Linked DNA regions of Triticum aestivum: region 1 is linked to region 2. Evidence: chromatin contacts called from public Hi-C data. All regions are on one chromosome and are shown on one strand. Each heading gives the region's core, a stretch centred on a gene start, on an enhancer-like site or on the middle of the called end of the contact. The rest is flanking DNA. Distances are from core to core; before and after follow the strand shown. Region 1 holds the start of LOC123139823 (2-oxoglutarate-dependent dioxygenase 11). Region 2 holds the start of LOC123139809 (translation initiation factor IF-2).

What was found. Hi-C and Micro-C count contacts between places; a contact is called where the count stands out from the background.
Region 1: a Hi-C map of leaf shows a contact between it and region 2, with 2.1 times the contacts expected there. The contact joins the promoter of LOC123139823 here to the promoter of LOC123139809 in region 2. A contact is called at or near these places in 2 of 5 Hi-C or Micro-C datasets (both in leaf).

Annotation. Positions count from the first base shown.
Region 1 is chr1B:580,366,317-580,374,233 of IWGSC CS RefSeq v2.1, forward strand. LOC123139823 (2-oxoglutarate-dependent dioxygenase 11) reads left to right here and starts at 4,864. Exons shown (of 3, transcript XM_044559525.1): 1 at 4,864-5,232; 2 at 5,322-5,569; 3 at 5,752-6,699. The coding sequence starts at 4,981. The coding sequence ends at 6,334.
Region 2 is chr1B:580,186,708-580,193,526 of IWGSC CS RefSeq v2.1, forward strand. LOC123139809 (translation initiation factor IF-2) reads right to left here and starts at 3,624. Exons shown (of 7, transcript XM_044559512.1): 1 at 3,260-3,624; 2 at 3,026-3,116; 3 at 1,532-1,598; 4 at 755-1,071; 5 at 1-90. The coding sequence starts at 3,073.

The DNA.
Region 1 (7,917 bases), core at 3,614-6,113, 180 kb after region 2:
GATAATAGGACTATCATGCGTGGGTGCAATAGCAACAATTTCATGTTTAACATAAGGAACTATATAAAGTTCATCTCCATAAGAATAATTCGTATTGGCATCTTGGCCACAAGCATAGAAAGCATCATCAAAAAGGGGTATTTCAAGAGAATCAACGGGATCATAATAATCATCATAGCAATCATCCTTCGGTAAGCACGAAGTGAAATTAAACAATGTATGAGTTGAAGAGTTACTCTCATTAGAAGGTGGGCACGGGTAGCTAATCCTCTCTTCCTTCTTTTGTTCTTCGCTCTCCTCATCATCTTTTTCATCCAATGAGCTCACAGTTTCATCAATTTCTTCTTCCATAGACTCCTGCAAAATATTAGTCTCTTCTTGGACAGCGGAGAAGTCCTCAATATATGGTTTAACATAGGCATTAGAAGCATAATTATCATAACAATATTGAAATATGTCAAAAAAATTAGATTTGTAAGGAGTAGCATCATACTTTTCAATCAAAGAAGCAATTTCATAAGCACCCTTAAAAGCAAAAAATTCTTCAATTTGTTGAACATCATAATAATTATAAACACCCTTAGCATACGAAGATATGATTCCATTGTCACTAAACAAGCATTGATAGGGAAGGTGTTTCTTAGGGTCTTCAGAACAACAAGTAAAATCATAAATTTCACATAAATTCCAAGCATAGCATTGCAAATAATCAATTTGATCCAGTAAAAGTTTCCCTTTTTCAGATACATGGTGTCGCACATAACAAGCATGCTCATCTAAACATTTGCCCTCAACTAAGCTAGTTGGGGTTTCAGCACGAGCACAATGGGATCAAAGATGATCCAAGTAAAAAGCTTCAGGAGTGTGATAGATTTTGAGTGGTTCTTCAACCATTGGTGTAGTAGGTACAACAATTTTTTTTGGTATTTTGCGTTTCCTACCCATAATTAAAGATAGAAAACAAATAAGAAGAGCAAATAAAATTTACTTAGTGATAAAGCAAATAAGCACACACGAGAATATTCACCCCACGCAATGACTCCCCGGCAACGGTGCCAGAAAAAGGTCTTGATAACCCACAAGTATAGGGGATAATTGTAGCCTCTTTCGATAAGTAAGAGTGTCGAACCCAATGAAGAGCTAAAGGTAGAACAAATATTCTCTCAAGTCCTATCTGCCACTGATACGACTGTACGCACGCTTAGTGTTCGCTTTACCTAGAACAAGTATGAAACTAGAAGTACTTTGTAGGTGTTGTTGGATAGGTTTGCAAGATAATAAAAAGCACGTAAATAAAAAGTAGGGGCTGTTTAGATAAAGAATCAATAAAGTAAATATAGCGAGTGTGGAAAAGTGGTGGTAGGAGTTGTGAAATTGTCTCTAAGCAATTGACTACTTTACTAGACCGATAGCAAGTTTTATGTGGGAGAGGCCACTGCTAGCATGTCATCCCTGACTTGGAATTCTATGCACTTATGATTGGAACTATTAGCAAGCATCTGCAACTACTAAAGTTCATTAAGGTAAAACCCAACCATAGCATTAAGATATATTGGTCCCCCTTCAATCCCGTATGCATCAATTTCTATGCTAGGTTGAAGCTTTTGTCACTCTTGCCCTCCAATACATAGTCCTATGAACATACAACTAACCCTATGGTGTGATCCACGTGCGCGCTCATATGATGGGCACCAAAGGTTAGAAACATAACCACAAGCAAATTAAACCAATCATAGCAATTCATCAATCACCGATAGAACAACGAAAATCTACTCAGACATCATAGGATGGCAACACATCATTGGATAATAGTATGAAGCATAAAGCACCATGTTCAAGTAGAGGGTACAGCGGGTTGCGGGAGAGTGGAGCGCTGAATATAGATGGGGGAAGGTGATGGAGATGTTGGTGAAGATGATGGAGGTGTTAGTGTAGATCGCGGTGATGATGATGGCCCCCGGCGGCGTTCCGGCGCCATCGGAAGCAAGGGGGAGAGAGCCCCCCTTCTTATTCTTCTTCTTCCTTGACCTCGTCCCTAGATGGGAGAAGGGTTTCCCCTCTGGTCCTTGACTCCCATGGCGTGGGAGGGGCGAGAGCCCCTCCGAGATTGGATCTGTCTCTCTGTCTCTCTTTGTTTCTGCGCTCCTGGATTCTGCCCTGGCACCGTTTCTTTTATATCCGGAGATTCGTAACTCCGATTGGATTGAAACCTTCGCCCAGATTTTTTTTTTGAAAATTAGCTTTCTTGCGGCCAAAGTAGAGCAGCAACCGCCTTATGAGGGGCCCACGAGGGTCAGGGGCGCGCCTAGGGAAGTCAGGCGCGCCCCCTGCCTCGTGGCCATCTTAGGCACCGTCTCGCATTGATTTTACTTCCCAAAAATCATAAATATTCCAAAAATAAGCTCCTTCCGTTTTTATCCCATTTGGACTCCGTTTGATATGGGATTTCTGCGAAACATAAAACATGCAACAGACAGGAACTGGCACTGGGCACTGGATCAATATGTTAGTCCCAAAAAATAGTATAAAAAGTTGCCAAAAAGTATATGAAAGTTATAGAATATTGGCGTGAAACAATCAAAAATTATAGATACGACGGAGACGTATCACTTCCAGGGCATGGTGACCAGACCGTAGCCTCCGATCACATAGGATCAACAGATTCCTCACTCCCTACCAACGAGGCACCATGGGTCAACCACGTATCATCACCCCAAGAAGAGCAGTCCATAGGGGCCGATGATAGCAGGAAAAACCTGAGGAGAAGGCGACATTGCTTCATCAAGCATAGGATCATTATGCCACGGATTGATGCCCACCGGCCTAGCTGAGAGCATTACGGTAAGGAGATCCCGCTCGATAGGATCGTGAGGGAAGATGCAACCATCCACACGACGAGCCAAGCAATCTTCAAGGGGCGGCGCCAAGAGAGCCTCAACGTACGAACGCTGCCTAGTAGCATGGCTGGCCGACACATCACGGCGAACCCCAACACTGAACCGAGGACCGGAGGAAGGCACTGACGAGGAAAGCTTTAACGGAGGGCCAAGGTATATTTATGGGAGAAATACTTCTTGAGTATGCATATTGGTTGAATCACTTCCCATCGCCACTCATTTGGCCGTCTTCATCTCATCTTGTAACTTCATGAGGTTAAGTTCTAACTACTTCATGACCTATGTTGTACTGGACTTTGTGTGCAGCTGTTTTGGAGACGGTTGCTAGGGCTTTGTCCGGGCGATTTGGCTGGCGACATGGTACAAAATTTTGTGATGCAAAGTGCGCCACATAATCGCTACTCAAACGATTATAACCACACTAGTTAAGCAATGAATATCTTTTTTCTTGCAAAAAAAAGTGTGCCGCATAATCGCTATTGGCAATGCCTTTTGTTGGACCTTCTTTTCTTTCTAGTTTGTCTATAAAGCTTAATAAATCATTTTTGCTATCCGTTTACTTCTAACATGAACACTGGCGTTATTATGTACAGGAAAACCCACCATTTGTCTTTCTCCATACTGGCTTTCACCTCGCTTTATAAGTAAATAAAGTTTAGAAAGCACAAGCAAGATGAATGGCTAAAGGATACAAGGTAATGAGGAAACCGTCGTACAAAGCAGATCCTAGGATAACCGGATAACAAACGCACGTGACTACATGAATGACAGATATCAAATGAAGGCCTAAACACAACGCCACTACACGCCCTAGGACACCTAAACTCTACAACAACGCCCTAAAGCAGGGGAAAGACGCAAAGTGTCACTGGTGCCGAACCCGAAACGGACAAGCGTCTTCACCTGGAACCTGGTACAAAGAGAAGAACCCCAACAACATCCTCAAAAAGAAAGTGACACCTGCGCGGAGCTTTCTTTCGGTAGCTCATCCGTGACATCACGAAGCATTCAGGACAACTGCCACGACCATAAGTTTTCATATCCGGATCTGAGCGTCGTCATTGTCAAACTAATAGAGACTGAGAGACAATGAGCTATGTTGTATTGGACTCTATGTGCAGCCGTGTTGGAGACGGTTGCTAGGGCTTTGTCCAGTCGGTTTGGCTGGCGACATGGTAATAAAATTTGTGATGCACAGGTGTGCCACTGCCACGTAATCGCTATTGTCAATGCCTTTTGTCGGTGAATCTTTTTGCTCTAGTTTGTCTATAAAGCTTAATAAATCATTTTTGTAGTCCATTTACATCTAACATGAACACTTGTATTATTATGTAAAGGAAAACCCACCATTTGTCTATCACGATGCTTTGGCCTTGATTTGTAAATAAAGTTTATAAAGCACAAGTAATATGAATGGCTAAATGGTACAAGATAGTGAGAAAACCCTCTTACAAAGCAGATACTAGGATTCCAAATAACAAACGCACGTGACTACGTTAACGGTAGATATCGAATGAAAGCATGAACACAACGCCACGACACGCTCTAGGACACCTAAGTTGTACAACAACGCCCTCAAGAGGGGGAACGGCGCAGAGTGTAGCTGCTGCCGAGCTCGAAACGGACAAGCACCTCTCACCCGGAACCTGGTACAAAGAGAAGAACTCCAACGACATCCTCAAAAAGAAAGTGACACACACGTGGCTCTTTCGTTCAGTAGCTCATCCGTGGCATCATGAAGCATCCGGGACAACCGCGGTTGCCACAAGTTTTCAGATCCGGATCTGAGCATAGTCACTGTCAAACAACAACAACAACAACAACAACAACAACAACAACAGAGATCGTGTCCACCATCACAATTGTCATGACTCAAAATAATGTGAATTCGTTACCACAAGATGGCCCGACCGATGTGTCACTATACCTACCCACCCAAAACAACATTATTGAGATGCACATGCCCACCATCGAACCATCGACCGACTCAGCACATACCTAAACGCAGCAGAGAAGGACCGGGGCGACTCAGCATTTATTCCTGGGAGAAGGAGGAGGAGGACGTACACGCACGGGAGGATCGATGGAGATCGACGCCGACCTCGTCGTCACCAGGGCCGAGATCACGGACGCCGCGGCGGCCACGTTCGCGGACTCAACAGTGATCCCCGACAGGTACGCCCGGCCGGACGAGGTCGGGGACGGGGTCGTGGTGGGCGACGAGGAGAGCCACGAGCTGCCGCTCGTAGACATGGCGAGGCTGCTCGACTCGGAGTCCTCTGAGGCGGAGGCGGCCAAGCTTGGCTCTGCATGTCGAGACTGGGGCTTCTTCCAGGTTAGACATCCTTCATCCTTTTTCGCATAGAGGGAGCATTCGCATTATCCTTTTTTTGGTATCAAATCTACACATTCTTCCGTTTGCAGCTAACAAACCATGGACTCGACGAATCAGCTGTACAAGACATGAAGAATAACGCTGTGCAGTTCTTCCGCTTGCCACTGGAGAAGAAGAACGCCGTGGCCATCGAGGCCGGCCGTTTGGAAGGGTTTGGGCACCACTTCGCCGGAGCATCCTGCGACAAACTGGACTGGGCAGAGAGCCTGATACTCGCGACGCAAGAGAACGAGCAGACGAACATGGAGCTCTGGCCCGCCGATCCGCCAACATTTAGGTCTTCCTGATACACTACGGTTACAAAATACTCCCTCGTAGGAAGGCATATAACTTTGGTCCAAAGTCAAATAGTGCATTATTTGACTTCAGCCAAAATTTATAGGCCTTCTTTCAAGCAGGGAGGGAGCACATGCTTATTACTCTGTTTGCTTCATCTCATTCACCTGCTTATAACACCAGGGATGCACTTGAGAAGTACTCGCTCGAGATGTCTAGTCTCGCGAGGCGCCTCCTGAGGTTCATGGCGAGCGACATCGGAGTGGAGCGGGAGGCGCTCGACGGGGCCTTCCGGGGCAAGAGGCAGACCGTGGCCATGCACCACTACCCTCCATGCCGGCACCCGGACAAGGTGATAGGCATCACGCCGCACCATGACGGCCTCGGCCTGGCCCTCCTGCTGCACGTGGACGACACCCCGGGCCTGCAGGTGAGGAGGGGCGGCAGGTGGTTCCCGCTGGATCCGCTGCCGGGCGCCCTCGTCGTCAACGTCGGCGACATCCTCCAGGTGCTCACCAACGGCAAGTACAGGAGCGCCGAGCATAGGGTGTTGGTGGACGCCGAGAGAGGCCGGACGACCGTGGTGATGTTCCAGGGCGCGTCCGTCGCCGGGACGGTGAGGCCGCTCCCGGGGCTCGGCGAGGCCAGGTACAGGGCGATCGAGTATGGTGAGTATGTCAAGGGGAATTTCAGGGCGCTCGTTGAAGGGACCAGGTTCGTGGATAGTCTCCAGACCGATGTAGCGCAGGATGAGAAGGAAATCTAAAATCGGTCTTGCTAATGGGTATTTCTGTTGGCTTTGTTTTAGGTGTGGGTTGTGATTGTGTGTTCTTGCTGTGTGTGTGTGTGCTCGCGTGTGTGTGGGTTGTGTTGTGTGTTCTTGCTCTGTGTGTGCGCTTATGTAGGAGTATATATATCTCCGTATGGAATAAATGAGGTAGTTATACATCAACGACATGAGATGCAATTCCATTTTAAGATGAGAGATGTTAATTTCCCAAGCTAGTGGTTTGATTTGTTCGAACTCTAGTCTAGGTATAATATGGATTTATACACGCGAGTTTTATGTTGTCCGTTTACAAAATTATATCGTTGTCTGAAATTTCAACTACTATATGTTTATTTTGACTATTCAACAAGCAACAAATTAAACCGCACGCAAAGGTCATGTCCCTGACGCGGCTCAGGCGGGCACCCCATCGTTCGCCACCTCAGCCCCCTCCCCACCCCCTGCCACCGTCGTCGTCAGCAAACGATGCCAGAAAAAGCCCGAGGTACGGCTGGTGGCAGCAAAACCTACTCCTTTCGTGTGCAGCAACCATCCCTCGCCACGACCCCCAGGTTTACCCGGTGCTAGACGCCCTACACCTGCGCTACCCTCCACCGAGGCCTCGTCCTCGTCCTTCACCGCCACCTCGTGCCTCCCTCGGTTGCGTGTGCCGGCCCTCAGCCTCCTGCGCTCGCGCTTCCCCTCGCCCCATGGTCGATCTCCGTCACGTCAGAGCGCCCACGCGGCGACTCGCGCTTCCCCTCGCCCCATGGTCGATCTCCGTCACGTCAGAGCGCCCACGTGCGCCGCGCATGGGCTGTCAGGTCTTGTCCTCATTTTTCTCATCATCATTTACACTTGTTCTTGTACGGTTTGGAAGGTACATGAAACTTTATTGAAATTGTTGGATCATCATTTTTCCTTAGATTTGTTTCTTCATTTCCTTTCCTCCAAAAAAAGAGCACCGCAGGACGGCGAAAACGTAAAAAAAAAGGAACGACAGGCGGGACAGGCGGGAATACTTACCACTATACTACAACGACTTGCTTGTGTTATAATCGAATGGGAAGTATAACATCTACCGTAGTAGCTAGTTGCTTCAAGCCTGACCAAGCAGCTAGGCACGCTCGCTCTGTTCTTGCCTTCTATATTCCGCCACATACAGAGTATCCCTATCTATTTTTTCACCACTGCAAAAAAAAAGGTCCCCTTTGTTCTTTTTCATGCGTCGCAGAAGCACTAGCAGCACCGCAGTCCACGTGATATGTGGCTTCTCCGTCATGAACTCCCCCACTGGAAGCTATCTTTCTCGCACGCCAGGGACCAGTGCGAGGCTTCTCCATAATCAACTCCCCGACTGCACTGCACACATCTTTCTCGTACGACAGGGACCAGTGCTCCACCTCCACCACCGTCATGACCCTACTCTCATGAAGGCGGGGGCGAGCACCACGAGTTGTCGGAGCTATGGACGTCCACGCAGCGCAGAGTTATGCCAGACTCGATTTTGGGATGTGGAGGAGAAGGCCGGAGTTGGCCTAGAGATGCCATGCGCACCGCCACAGTCCAGGCGCATAATG
Region 2 (6,819 bases), core at 2,374-4,873:
ATCAACATGACCCATAACTGTTACAACAGCAGGCCGTGGTTCAACTGTGCCTTCACCTGTGTGCATTCTTCTGATATTAACACCAAGTTCCTGTGCAAGAAGGATGAAAGATATTGATTAATATCATGAATCATAAGAAATAGAAGCTTTCCTAAAGCTGCATAAATATTTCACGATGACAAAGCTTAGGTGTAAACTGGGGACAATAGTACATATAATTAATGACAACATCAGCGTATGTAAAATTTGAACATGTAAGTTTGCTCCAACATAATATCACCAAAAAAAAGCAAAAATTCCATTTTTAGTGAATATATGGTCAGAAAGGAGAAAAAACCTGGGCACAAAACAAGCATAGAGAAAAGACGACAAACCAAGGCACAATGCACGACTACACTTGCTAAATGGAAGTCAACCAGTGAACACAAGTGGATCCACCCTTCTCATAATCGACAGCTTGAACTTGCTTAATGAGAGCACTAATAAAATAGCAGAATTTGAAGAAATAAAGAATAAGTACTGTTTAGCATCACCATATCACACCTTGCAACAAGATCATTTTGATAGATGAGGTCAAATGCAACATCCAGAGTGAATTTATAGCCATTGTCACCATGAGTTATAGTCTCATATGACATGATATACAACAAATAAAGTTATCCTGGTACAACTGGTTACTAATATGAATATGCTTCAGAGTAGCATACAGAAACGTAGAAGTCACAAAAGGAAGATTATAAATATAAATACATACCATACCCACTAGCTCAGCTAGATCGATGGTAATAGAGTCGAATTCTGATTCAACCCTTTCGCCAAGATCTGCAAGTATGCTTTGAAGCGCATTGATGGTTGCACCAGATCGTTTAGATAGGTCACGCAATGTCATCCCATCAAAAATTTCAACAATTTTATCTGGCGCTGGTTTGGTCAGCTTTGGTTTTGGTGCTACATATGGCGCTTCTACAGGAGGTTGACTCCTAGTTTCCTTTCTCACTCGCTTCTCCCTTTTCGGTGCTTTTAGCCCAACAACATCCTCCTTTTTCTGGTGCCATGCCAACATATACACACCTGCATGAAAATTCCTATAAAGAAGACAGTATTGTCACCTAATATATAAATCCTAAAATCTGCATCAAATAACAATGTACTGATAGTAGCATACCTACAACAAGACCTACATTTAATGACTAAAAAATCTGAACAGTCGTTCCAGAAGATGAGATAAACAAAGATACAGTAGAATTAGAGTATGGTAAAAGAACCTAGTGAATGCCTTTCCCAAGCAAGGTCAGATAAGATAAGAGGTAAATACATGACTCCATGCAGAAGTTGCAAGATCATTTAGTGGGGTGCAGGAAATTAACATGGTGTCAAGCTTGGCTTTTCCAAAGAAATATGATGCAGATTCCTTGTGAGATAACACTCAAATTCAATTTGATGCACTGAGTGTGTGCCATAGTTTGTTGAATATGTCGATGTGACAAGAGTAGTGATGCCACCTGAATAATAGGAGAGCAGATTGACATACCTGATAGTGGACTGTTTAAAGACCGTACAGTTAGCAGCACCTTGGAGTCCATTGCCGTGGACAAACTCTGCAATTGAGAATTAAATACTGATCAAATCAGTAAAACATAGACTTATGAGGTATCCAATAAGGAAGAAAGTACTTGCTCTTAGGAAAGTGACCAAAAAGGACTTCATGAAGATTCGCTATGCTAAGCTAGAGTCTGAGTCCATTAAGTTCATCGTGTAACATATGAAATACTCTTCTCTAACCAATAGAAATCATAAACCAAGAACCGCGTATAGCCCTGCAACAGGTGAGCGGTGGCGTTAGCGTGAAGGTTCAAATCCTATGGTGTGGATTTAGCCTCATCTGTCATTTCCCGGATGGAATAAAGCTGAGCGTATCGCTGCTTCTTAAGATATGCTGAGGGGGTTCTTCCTGCATTGTAATCTATTCATTTTTAAATAATAACATAGGCGGTACAGACACTATGGGCCCACTTGGAATGCACAACTTGAATACACAGGAATAGGAACAACATGGACAAGATATAGGATCTAAAAAATTAGAAAAATAATATAGAAGGGTGAAAGGAAAAGGAGAAGAAACTGGGGTGTGTACTCCCTCCGTTTCTTTTTAGTCTGCACGTAAAATTTGTCTGGAAGTCAAACTTCGTAAAGTTTGACCATCTTTATAGGAAGAAATATTAACATTCACAATATGGAATAAAAATCATTAGATGCATCATAAAATTAATTTTCATACTATACATAACCATAGTATTGTAGATGTTCATATTTTTTATTATAAATTTGATCAAACTTTGTGTGGTTTGACTTCAAACAAATCTTATATGCAAAGTAAGAAAGAAATGGAGGAGGGAGTACGATTAAAGTGCAATTTGAGTGGACATTCTACAGATTTCATTTTCCATTGGCCATTGTGGATTCACAGTTCTTCGTTATTGATGCATAAATTCATTTACATCTTCATCTCACTCACATGGAAAAGCAGCATCAGTGCGGGGGGGGGGGGGGGGGGGGGGACACCCTTTAGTATATAGACCTACCACATTCTCAGTTTACATTGATCTACACTACCATATAGCACTCATTGGCCAAAGGCATAGGACCTCCAGGTTGAACCGTTCATGCAAGGCGAGGACAAAATCCCAAGCGAGGTGCTACACATATGTGCCCTTCCCATGCAGGACAGTACTTGTAACAAACTTTGGAGCGGGATGGTATAGAGGGAACAAAGCAACATCACAAACTCATAACTATAGAGATGATACTGTGGCAGAGGTGGAGGTGACTTTCCGAGAAATAACAGCAGCGGTGAAGAATTATCTATATCGAAGCCATGATAAGATAACTTAGCACGCAAACAGTGCCCGTACTAGCAATGCTTGCTAGAGGCTAGGGCAGGGATTTACTTGGCAAAACAATGGTTGGACAATTAACGAGTTAAAATGAATCTATGCAATTGCAGTACGATATTAATGGAACTTACGTGGTAGCTTTCCCAATGTTCCAGTGGCGAAATGCTTCGTTCCACCATGATCCAAGCGAAGGGCCAGATTCACAAGGCCTGTGTGGACATCCTGCAAATTATGTCTCCAATTGTTAGTCCCGTGCTGCGGGGGATCCAGCCGTATTTGTTCGTGCCAGAAAATCGTGTATGTTTAACAGCGCGCTCTAGGAACAGGAAATGCAACAGATTTCAGAGAAGGAAGAGGAGCCGTACCTTTCTTCGCAGCATCCGCCAGGCCATCATCGTGCCCTGGGCAAGAGAGGCGCGGCGTCCGGTGGAGGAATGGCAGAGGAGGGGCGCCGCGGGTGACAGAGGAGCGGTGACGGCGCGTGACCTAGCGCGGTAGCGCCGCCGGCGGGGTGGGGACCAGGAAGCGCGATGCGGGGAGGATTGGGGTCAGGGTACCCGGCGGCGGGGCCAGGGAGGAACGGTCGCGGGAGCGGCGGGACGAAGGGGACGAGGAGGCGGGATGACGCGGCGGAGGCGGACCGGCGGCGGAGGGGCGCGGAGGTGGAGAATTTTCCCAGAGGAGCGACTAGGTCCGGCTCCTTCCTATCGACCCGTCGGACCAGCCACCCCGCCGTTGGATTGGGTTAGAGCAGTCTGGTCCGTCGAGATCAGCCGGTAGAACGTGCCCCTGTCCTGTCAAGTGGCTCCACCGTGAATCTGCAGCAGCAGCTAACTGCTACCACAAAATCACATATTTTTTCAGCTATGTAGATTTGTTTAACTTCATCACTATAATCGTCCACAAACACTTCAAATGTTTCCGCAAAAAAAAAAACACTTCAAATGTTGTGACTAATCACACCCTGATAAATTCATCTTCACATATCAAATATCTTCTAACTAAATCCAAAATAACTCCAAACTCAATTCAAAATTCCCCCTAACTAAATCCAAAATATGTCCTATCACGGCAAACCAGCACCGGTACAAGTGTCATGCCGCCTCCTAAGTGGGTACATGGATACGCTTTTGAGCATCTAGCAACATCCAACTGCTGACCTGGAGAAGGAAAAGACGGTGGTTGTCTATTGTTCAAATGCTGTAAAACAGAAGTCACATGGAACGATGCACCCAAAAACACCTGTGCGATGGATACCATCGCCGTTGGGACCAGTGAAATTGTACACTGATGGGCTGTGGATGGAGGATGATGGCACTGGAGGAGCCGGTATGATCCTTAGAGACCACATAGGGGCCATTGCTTTATCATCCCGTCGATTCATTCCGCGGTGTGCAAGTGCACTTGAAGCTGAAATGGTAGCTCTTATGGAGGGGGTATCACTAGCGTCGGATAGAAGTACAGACCGGCTGGTGGTTGAGACGGATTGTATGATGGGTGCACGCATGATTAATGCCCAAGAGCCAGATAGATCCCCAGTGGCTGCTATGGTGAATGACATTAAATACATGCTTAGCACTAGATCACATGAAACAGTGACTACAGGTCGTGATCAGAATAGAGCAAGTCATGCCCTAACCCGAATGGGAAGATCTCTTCCTAAAACGGCAGTCTGGTTGTGTTGTGCGCCAGAGGAAGTTGATGTTATTTGTCAACTCAATTGTAATAACTCGGTTTAAGTAATGGCAGTTTTCCTTTCGCAAACAAAAAATCCAAAATATGTCCTAACAAAATCCAAATTACATTTCCTTTGAATCCAAATCTGGTGACAACTTTCTCATATCACATAATCCTAACTAAATCTGAATTACACTCTCTTTCAATCGAAATCTGTTGACAACTTTCTCATATCACACATATCCTAAACCCTAACCAAATCTGACACTATCAGTATTATGCACAAAGGAGAATTCAAGAGGAGAGATAGCTAGTCACTTACATGTCAGAGGTCGACGCGAAGATCCGACGTGATAGGGTTGATGGACGGCGATGAGGATGATCTGTCGTCGCGTCAGCGATGGGGGGATTAGGCGGTGATGCGGAAGATCTGGTGCCGCATAACCAAAGGGGGATCACGTAAGAGGGAGGGGATAATAGGGTGTGAGAGGGGGAGAAGGAGGAGGAGGGAGTGCGACGGCGAGTGTGCGCGGCGGCGAGGTGTTCACCAAAGACTAGGGCTCATATGGAGATGAGGCCAACTCCACCGCGCGACCCTATCCTGTCCGGCCCCGTCCGTTTGGGGCAAAACGGACAAACCAGGCGGCCCAGCGCGCGGGAGCAAACGGACATTTGTTCGTTTTGTGTCCGCTTTCGACCCATCCGCGGCCCAAGTTTGCGCCGCTTTTGGGGCGAAACGGACAGCGCGCGGACGGGCGGGACGCGCGCGCTTGTCCGCCCTGGCCCGCCTGTCGGTGACACAAAGCAACCCCCCCCACGCGTGGCCCCTTTGGCGCCATTCCCCCCCCCAAAGCCTCCCACGTCCCGCCCGTCCCACTCCCTCGTCCGTCCATGGCCGACGCCCAGCCGAACTCCGGCGGCCCGGCCGTCGACCCGCCCGAAATAGCCAAGAAGAAGAAGCCCAAGGCGCCAAGGAAGCCGCGGTCGAAGTGCACGCCAGAGGAGATCGCCAAGTTGGACGCGGAATTGGCGAAGAGGAGGGACCGGAGGGTGGTCGCCAAGAACAACATCGCCGTGGCCAAGAGAGCGGCCGAACGTGCTGCGATTGAGGCCGCGCGGCACAAGGCCAACCTTGAGGAGAAGGAGGCCATCGTCAGCAAAGCGCATGCCCTTCTCATGCATGACATTTGTCGCCCGGCCGGTTTCTCTGGAGGGGCCGTCGGTCCGGCGAGCACATGGTCGTCGGTCGCCCGGCCTCCGCATTGCCAGTCGCCGACGTCGCGGACCACGCCCTTGTCGCCCGGCTTTCCTCCGCCAAGGCAAGACGGCCCGACCCGTTTTGGGGGGTCGCCGGACGTGAGCGTGATCACGCTGTCCACACCGCGCCCCTCGGCCGTCATCGACCTCAATGTCACCCCCGGGTCCAACAGCGGCGGCCGATCGTCCGTCGAGATGCAAAGAAAGCAAGCACGGCCGTCGTTTACCGGCACCATGCCGTCCCCCCGCGTCTTGTTCGACGGAATGCCAACACCAACGGCACCGGTCGACGACCCCTACTACGACCAGTTCATGGAGGAAGTGATCTATGATGGAGGTCACGTCCCTGTCTATGACCCCGAGGAGACCCAAAGTCAGGACGACAACGTCAAGGCCAGGCAAAGGCAGCTCGACATCGAGGCCACCAATGTCGCCACCAAAGTGAAAGAGGTGGCCCTGGCGATCATGAGCGTGGACTTGTCGAAGATGAGTGAGAAGACGAGGGCCTGGTTCGAGGCCAGGCAGAAGGAGATGCTCGACGCCGACGACCTGAACTAGGTCGTCCGATCGGCTGTGGTTGTTCTTTTTTGGAGGCTGGCATGGTTGCCGCCCGCCCGCTGGGCCGCTGGCCATGTGCCGGCGAGAAAAACATTCATTTTGAAGGCCGGCTGTGTTGCCGGCCGCTGGCTGTGTTGCCGGCAAGGACAACCATTCATTTTGGAGGCTGGGCTGTGTTGTCGGCCGCTGGCTGCCGGCGATGGACGCGTAGGCCGCTGGCTTTGTTGCCGGCATGCGTGATGAACTGCGGCTGTAGGGCTTGCATTTGATATGTTTCTCTTTTTTTAAATATACGCGGATAGGATGGGGTAAAGGATGCGGCCGCACGCTGGGCGCACGGCCACCGCATCCCCGGACAGGCCCGGACACGACCCCATCCCCCTGCCCAAACGGACAAAATCCGGACAAAACGTCTATTTGGGGTCGCGCGGTG